Linked DNA regions of Mus musculus: region 1 is linked to region 2. Evidence: chromatin contacts called from public HiChIP or PLAC-seq data. All regions are on one chromosome and are shown on one strand. The core of a region is the stretch at or near the end of the contact, and the rest is flanking DNA. Distances in the headings are between cores, read along the strand shown.

The links. HiChIP or PLAC-seq counts read pairs in DNA pulled down with a chosen protein or histone mark.
Region 1: a contact with region 2 is called in an H3K4me3 HiChIP or PLAC-seq map of embryonic basal ganglia, with 3 times the contacts expected there. The contact joins two enhancer-like sites. A contact is called at or near these places in 1 of 115 datasets of contacts at active chromatin or transcription factors (embryonic basal ganglia) and 1 of 9 other capture datasets (embryonic trunk).

Annotation. Positions count from the first base shown.
Region 1 is chr1:168,916,555-168,920,866 of GRCm38.p6, forward strand. No RefSeq gene overlaps it. Among named protein-coding and RNA genes, the nearest start is that of Mir6354, 100 kb to the right of the region's middle. Within about 2 kb of position 2,372, at least 2 of the 459 cell types and tissues checked have an H3K27ac peak or open chromatin away from gene starts, as enhancers often do. A contact at or near this core is called in embryonic basal ganglia, where this site is marked.
Region 2 is chr1:168,471,525-168,475,815 of GRCm38.p6, forward strand. It overlaps Gm39696 (a long non-coding RNA gene), which reads right to left. Exons shown (of 3, transcript XR_865718.1): 3 at 4,110-4,291. Among named protein-coding and RNA genes, the nearest start is that of Mir6348, 17 kb to the right of the region's middle. Within about 2 kb of position 2,322, at least 49 of the 459 cell types and tissues checked have an H3K27ac peak or open chromatin away from gene starts, as enhancers often do. A contact at or near this core is called in embryonic basal ganglia, where this site is marked.

The DNA.
Region 1 (4,312 bases), core at 1,122-3,621, 450 kb after region 2:
CAGAAATATAAATTGTATTAAATACTTTAAGATTTAGTTTGAGCAAATAAATGCATCATACTAAATATCTACAAATAGACAAATATAAAAGGCTATTTAAAGCATCCTCACTCTAACTGAGGATGATCTTAAACTCCTTATGTTCCTGTCATTACCTCCCAAATTCTGGAATTAGGGTCCTGCAAGACGTGCTGGAGCAATGGTGGCCCAGAACTTGTGATAATGACCAACCAAAGACTTGTTTAAGTTGAGGGCCACACTTCGGGTCTGACACTGCTGTATGGCTAGGAATTGGTAGATGGATAGTCCAGAGACCTAGGGTAGAACCAAACACAACTGGAAAATAGTTAATCAAATAATTCCTAACGATATTAAAATACACCCATCCATCGGTGCCTAGCCCAATCATCCTCAGAGAGGCTTCCTCAAGCAGTTGATGAGGGCTAATATTAGGTAGAGCTTGGAGAATTCCCAAAAAACCAAGAATTGGAAGGATTGTGGGACACAGGTAGAATACGGCCTGGAGACTCAACTAACCAGGGCTCACAGTGGCTCATAGGACTGTAGCAGTAATCATGGAGCCTGCATGGATCTCCACTATATTCTCTGCATATATGTTATGATTGTTTAACCTGGGTTTTTGTGGGACTCTGAACAATGGGAATGGGGATGTCTCTGACTCCCTTTCCTGTTTTGGGGAATCCTTTTCATCCTACTAGGTCACCATGTCCAGCCTTGATATGAGGGTTTGTGCCTAGTGTTAATGTGTCTTCTAATGCTATGTTCAGTTGATACCCCTGGAAGGACTGCTCTGTTTCAAAGGTTAATGGAGGATCAGTGGATCTGGGGAAGAGAGGAAGGGGAGGGGAAACTGGAAGAAGTGGAGGGAGTTGGAATTGCAGTTGGAATGTATTGTACAAAAGAAGAATAAATAAAAAGAAAAAAGAAAAGAGAGAAAAGGGAGAAAATACCAGTAGCAACAAAAAAAGTGTCATTGTTTGGTTTAATTTAATTAATACAAATGTAGTCTAATAATATAAATGTTTATGAATGAACAGTATACTAAAATCCATCCACGTTATGAAATATATTCTAAGACAATATGAAAGAAGATATGTAATATGGTATGAATAGTGTGAGCAAAGGAAAGTGTTGTAATATAATCATGTGACTCTTGAAATACTGAGCGAGCATACTGAGAATAAGTATATGGAGAATGAGTACTGTAGCGGTTCTCAACCTTCCTAATGCTGGAGCCTTTAATACAGTTCCTCCAAAAGTAATCCATTGACCTTCACAACTGTACTTTTACTTCTGTTATGAATTGTAATGTAAATATCTGATATGCAGGATACCTGATGTGTGATTTCCCCCCACAGGTTGAGAACTGCTGGGGTCCACCAATAGTTTTACTTGTGCCAGGAATGGTAGAAAAGAGACACCAGGAGCTGTTAAAATAATGTGGGCAAAGGAATAGGACAGAAACTATTTTTTACTACTGCTATACCTAGGCTCATGATTTTGAAGAGCAAGTGCTTTATTCAAATGTCTGAAATATATACTGAGTTGGTGTCATCTTGTGGCAACATAAATAATGTTCAGTAGTTACTGAGGTCCACAAAGTGGACTTTTTTATATTACACATACTTTTAGTGATTGATCTTATCATTTACATTTGGTGGTGCAGGAGGGGAAAGAGAGCTGGACAATTATGGATGATTTAGGTCCCTTCCATCTTTCTGCTCTTCTCCTCCTAGCAGATTCTAAGCTCAAGGCCACTGCACTAAGATCAAAGATGGAGCTTTATACAAGCAGCACATATCTTTTGAAGTCTCAGACTTCAGTTTAAAATGCCTTCATTTAGCTCTGATTGTTAACAATCATTATCACCAAGAATATTACAATTGGCCAATTTCTACTGTAATTAAAATGTCAGGGTAAAAATTGCACTCACATTGGTCCTTTATAACTCTGCACTTCCACTCTGAATAGCTTATACATTTAAACAAAGACCCAGGGGCACGTGCCTATTAAAAACACAGCTTTATCAAATACATTCTTACTAATTTTATTCTTCAACAATTTTCTTTTCTATGTGTCCTCTCAATGCTCGTATGCAGTAAACACTTTTTATCCGAATTCTTCATCTTGTACATTTAAAATGTGGCCTGTATCAGAATATTGAGCTTTGACAGTTGCTCTGTCATCTCTGGTATTCACATGTGGCACCATTATAAAGTGACAGGTCCTTCATAATTCCCTTTGAATTCGTTATGGTAATGATAATCGTAAGTGATGAACTTTGTGTATTTTATGGACATAATGGGCAATTCTATATGACTGAAACTCTAATTTTGCTCTATACTAATGGGCACTAATTGTAATGATCAGTGATCACGTCACTTAAAGGCGGTAGTGATAGCAAATTGATGACAGCCATGAAAGCCCGCACACCATTTGAATAGAACTTGAAGCTGCCATTTTCAAAGACGAGAGAGCAAAGTGACCATTAGGCAATGATTTTCCTATGTTGTCTATCTCCCAAGTTTCCCTATTTTTGACTCAACGAGGCATCTTGTTCTTACTGCTGACAGCTTCCTCACTTTGCCTGCTTCCTATTCCACTATTACTTCTGTTGTAATAGATATGCACACCATTCTCAGAAAAGGGGGCTTTGAAGAAAAGAACATCTTTAAAACTGTGGTACTGGATAGACAATATTTTGAATGAAACAATTTATGGATGGCTGACTTAGAAACTATCCAGCTGCCATCGAGCATCTGGAGAGAATGGTACACTAGACTTACTCTCTACCCCCTTGTTGATATTCTGGAGTGTGACCACATAAGGACAGTTTTTTGAGAGTTATTAAATGGATGTTCTGGTACAGTGGTGATTTTTGGTTTCTTTTAAAATACAAAAATATCATGTGATGTCTTTGTTATGCTTTTATCCCAGGTATGGGATATTGATATGAGGACGCTTCCAATTGTCCACAGCAGCTAACTGTGATTTGTCTTATGCTCTGGCAGGGGTATGATTTTGCCAGCTAAAGATAGTTGACATTTGGAATTCTGGGAATTCTGAGAGGGTGAAGAATGCCAGAGCCCTGAGAGAGGCTGCAGCTCCACTGCCGCTGCTGTCCCTGCTGTCCCTGCTCTTGCTGCTGTTGTTGGTTGCTGATTGCTGGTTGAATGTATCTTCATGATGAACATTGGACTTGCCTCCAAGGAACTGAACACCCCTAATCAGCAGAAAGTAGTCTAATGATATTGACTTCCACTTTCCCCTCTAAACTTTCTCTCCTACCCAGTGTTTAGGGATAAGGGTGGAGAAGGGTGGTAGGGAAAAGAACCCAGTAAAGTATTCAAAAGTATGTTTACATTAAAGCTACAGATGGGCTCCAGCTCAGGTTCAGCGGAGAGTGAAACGACTCAAGGGTACAGAATAAAGTGAAAGTCAGTGATATAAAAGGAGATGAGTTTCCCAAATATTGAACATAGACAAGCACTAGTGTTGATTCCAGTAGCAACTATATGCAGAAACTGAAGCAAATCCCACATGTATCCAAATTCATATGGAACCCTATTAAGGATCTACACTTCACAAAGTAAGACTCAATTTGATTGGACATCATGTTCTTTAAAGACCCTTCTTTGTCCACTCCCAGGATGAGTACAGATGTGCCCTTCATGTTATTTATTCTTTTTATTGCTAGGTGATAAAGCTTGCTCTTTAGTTAATTCCCTTTGTTAAAGATGAATCCTTTAAAATTGTGAGATTATTTAACTGATTTCTGTTGTATGTGGCTCCTTTGGTATGATAGGGCCATGGTGAATATGGTAGTAAGGACAGAATTATGTAATACATGAGTGAATGGGCAAGTAGAGTAAGAGTCAGACAAGGTCTCTGTGTTACAGAGCTAAATCCGCAGGGTGGGTTCAGTGAAGAGTCTATTACCATCAAAGTGTATATTACCACATAGCCACTCCATACTCACATGCCTTCTTCAGTGTGTCTTTTAGTTAAGTGTGAAGATTTCAGGGGTCTACATGGGTTAGACTGATTTTACAGTACACTGAAGTTTCATAAAACTATAGCACAAGTTCCCTGTGAAAGATTAACGGGACATTGCAATTATAAAAGGCTTAAAAATAAAACCCTTTACAAGATGCATAATTCAAAATTAAAGGACTGTTACTTCCCTTGTTGTTTCTTATGAATGATTTTTAGATTAAAGCTGATAAGAAAACCACCAACCTTAAGCTTTGTCCCTTTATACATTCTTCAAGATAAAGATGATATTAGAAAC
Region 2 (4,291 bases), core at 1,072-3,571:
GCATCTGTGCTGGGAGGCTCATAACCACCTGTAGCTACAAGGGAAGTGATGGCTTCCTTTGGCCTCAGAGAGCAATTGCACTCATGTGCTCATTCACACATATAAATTAAAAAAGAAAAAGTAGAACAAATTTTGTTTTAGTTTTTTTTTTTTTTTTTTTTTGAGACAGGGTTTCTCTGTGTAGCCCTGGCTGAACTGGAACTTGCTCTATACACCAGGCTGGCCTTGAACTCAAGAGATTTGCCTGCCTCTGCCTCCCAAGTGCTGGAGCCAAAGGTATGTATACAACAGGCCTAAAAACAATTTTACAAACGTTCTCGATCTGATGATCATTATAACTAATCCTCCCTCCCTCCCTCCTTTTTTTCTTCTTTTAAATTATGTTTTTTTAGAAAGAGAACTTACTATGAACTCTGACCAACATGGCTGCCTAAATATAACCTGTAGCAAAAGCACACCAATAGACATGCTAATAACCGGAAGTGGCGAGCTTTTGAGGCTTCAACCCTAAGCAAAGATTTACAGGTAACGAAGGAATTCTGAGAGGGGGAGAAATGGTCTTCCTCAGGGAAGAGCTGACCGATTGGATATCTAGAACTAAATGGTCAGCTTTGAAAGCAGGTATACAAGTAACACTCTATAGACAGAGCAGTGGGTATTTATATATTTAGAGGCACACATTTTAACAACAGTTCAAGGAAAAGAAGTCATGAATTTGAAAGAGCCATGGAAGGTGGTTCAGAGGGGAAAAAAAGGGAGGAGGAAAATGATGTAATTATATTATAATTTCAAAAAAGAAAAATAAATAAAAAGATGAAGAGAAGTTGTGCCAAGGCCTTGGAAAGACAGACATAAAGTTTATATGACTTGTGAAACACAATTATGGAATTCAGAGATTTCTTGTTTGCAAAGAAGATTCAAAGACTTATTAAATGTTGGTTTTAAATTCAGTTGGAAAGACATGAAGTTTATATGTCTTATAAAGCATGATTGTGGAATTCAGAGATTTCTTGTTTGCAAAAAGGATTCAAAGATGAATTACTTGAATTTATTAAAACGTTAGGTTCAGAATCCATTGGCTTTGCCTGTGGAAAGGGTCCATTTGCTTCTCTGATTGAATTATTTTATCTCGATTATGAAACAGGGTGTGGTTGTTTGCACACTAGCTGGGGTGAGCAGTCTGAAAACAGCCCAGATGACCATGATCATGAAATTTAGGTGAAAGAGCAGAACATTTCAATTGTGGACAAAGATCCTGCTGAGGCTATCAGGACCGAGAGGGAAACGGGAGACCTTGTTTCTGAGGTCAGGCAGGAGATGCTGGGTACCTCAGTCATGTGAAGGGCATGATGATGTTGTGGTTCAACATGGGACTGGAAAAAGAGGGGTTAAAAAAGTTAATATTCAGCAATTAAAGAACCAATTACCAAAGGAAAAACTGGACATTAACCAAAGAAGACAAAATTCCACTGTGAGGCAATCAAGAGGAAGGATAGACAAAATAAGTCTCAGGGATTAATAAGTCTCATAATTTGTACTGAGTAAACTAAAAGTGTTAAGGAATCTTCCCTCTTAGCATTCCCTTTTCAAAAGAGAGGATATGCAGACGGTATTGAGCAATAAAGGCAGGGAACTCACTGATGTTTTGATACAGAGTGAGGAGGGTAACCAGAGGAAAACGTTCCTGAAAACATCCAGGCAGAGGAGTAAATGATTCAGTCATTAATATTGCAAGATTAAGCCTCTCTCTTGTTTTGGGGGAGAATTAGAGCGAGTTCATGCAGAATAAAGCAATTACCACACATGAGCTCAAGTGAAGGTTCCCTGCCTCCCCATGGCATGCGTGGCTTCGTGCCATGAAATCAGAGTAGACAAGACTCAGGCGTGTCATTGGAATTCCAGAAAGTTGTGAAGTCTACATTTCAGGGCGGAATCGGCTTTTTCAACTTCAGGAATGAATTCAGGGAGGCTTAGATTTAGAATAATGGGGATTCTTACATTTAGAAGGCCAAACTGGAACTTACTAGCTCAGAGGCAAAAATGTATATTGTGTGTGTGTGTGCATTTGTGTGTGTGTGTGTGTGTGTGTGTGTGTGTGTGTGTGTATGCGTTTGTGTGTGTGTATGCATGTGTAGGCACATTGGAATAAAAATGAACTGGAACATGGAAAGTCCTTTAACCATTTAAAGGTACAATTGTTTCATTAATATTTACTTATATCTGATTAAATATTCATGATGCCTTGCCTCCTTCCTTGTCTAACAGTGCTTCATTCATGACCATCTGCACCAGCTCAGCACAAGGGAGGTCTCAATTAGCCATTCAGGCTGACAGCCTCTCAGCAAAGGGGCCCCTTCCCCTGCGATGGGCCGCAAGCAGACGAGCTTGTCTGTAGGCAGAAGCAACAGGGAAATAGAGGTGCCCTAGACTGGACTTATGGTCCAGCTGAGGCTGCCGTCTTGGCTGACCCTTCAAGAATGCAGACAGGATGGCTTTCAGGAGTGGAGCAGTAGATATAGGTGCGAGAAACATCTGCCAAGGGCACACGGTCTCCTGTAAGGAAGCAACAGTGTGCCCTTGACACCTCTGTCAGGTTTCTTAGCTGCCATTGTGAGGCTAGGCAATGGCTGAGCTGGTTTCAAATATAGATGTATTAGTCTAGAAAATAAGACTGAAAGTGTCTTCTCTTAAAGGACCAGATGGGGGTGGGGCAGGGGTGGAGTCAGTAATTCCGGGGATGGCAATTACTTATTTGCACAACTCTTTTCTGAGGTCTCAGGCTCCTTCATGCAGACCATCATGGCTACCTGAATTAACCCTGTGTTAGCATTCCGTAACTTTTTTCTAAAGGGCTTGTCTCTGGAGCACCCAGACTGCTGGATGGTATCATAAATGGCTAGACAGTTGAATCATGGTGGGAATGCTTATCTACCATGAAGGTTGATCGTACATGAGTGACGTTCTTGTCCATTGCTGAAAATCAAATATCCAGTGCTGGAGAGATGACATATTCAGCAATGTGTATGCTGTCTAAGCACGAGGGTCTGAGGTTGATCTCTGGTTCCCTCAGGAATAAGGTCTAAGTTCAGGAGGATGCGCTTGTAGTCCCAGGGGGAGGTAAGGACAGGAGATATGCCCATGACTTGCTGGACAATAGCCTAGACAAGCACTGAGATCCAGGCTCAGTGAGAGGCCCTCCTTCCAACACTAGGATGAACATGATTGAGGTAGAGTATGCACCACCTTCTGTCCTTCATGTGCACATAAGTGCATGTGTGCTCATGAGCACACACATGAACATGTACACACAGGAGCATGTACACACACATAGGCAAAAGCAAATGCCCACTTTTTAATCTTTAAATGATGCCAGACTGTGTGGGGACTGGGATGACATTAGAATAGAGGACTGCTTCCATAAGCATGCCCGCGTTCTAACTGCCAGAACCTTTGACTATGTCACCTTCCAAATGACTTTTAGGACTTGGCTAAATTGAAAGTCCTTGATGGGGAGACAAGTTCTGGATTATTCTGCTTACTCCCGCCTAACCATATGAATCTTAAAAAATGTAAATTAAGGTAAAAGAGTGGTTTGGAGTGATATGACATACTGGCTTTGAAGATGGAGAAAGCTGCTATAAGCCAAGAAGTTTAAGTAGTCTCCTAAGGCTGGGGTACCAGACCCAAGTGGTGAGGAACTGAATTCTTCTAAGAATCTGGAAGAGTAGCGAGCAAAAGCTGTTGATGCTATATTTTCATCTGGTGTGCCTCATCCTACACTTCTGGATCCAAACACCATAGATATGCCTGTCTTGACACCATTGTCTGTGATAACTGTTAAGGGTGGCAATAGAGGATTAACACAGCATCTCCAACCAGCACTCGCCATCACATGTCCAGGTTCTTTGCACTTAGGCCTCGCCCAGGAATCAGGATGGACGCAGAATGCAAAGGAAACCTTCCTTCCTTGCTTGGGAAAGAGCCAACCCGCCCGCCCGCCCGCCCGCCCGTGGGTCCTTTGCCTTGCCAGCTGCTCCAGAGCTCTTCCGGTTCCCATGCGGCTTAATGGAGAATGCAAGACGCAGAACCCAATTTTTTAATTTGTATTATTTAGTTTGGATCAGCAAATGTCTCCCGAGCTGTGTCCTGTGCAAAGTGAAATCACCTATACGCTGTGTCTTTAAAAGCCGGGGAAGTGCGCTGAGCAGCAGCTGCAGTCAATACCAATTTCCACATCTGGATCGATACCATCGGAGGGCTCAGGAGCTGCGAAGATTGTTTCACACACATT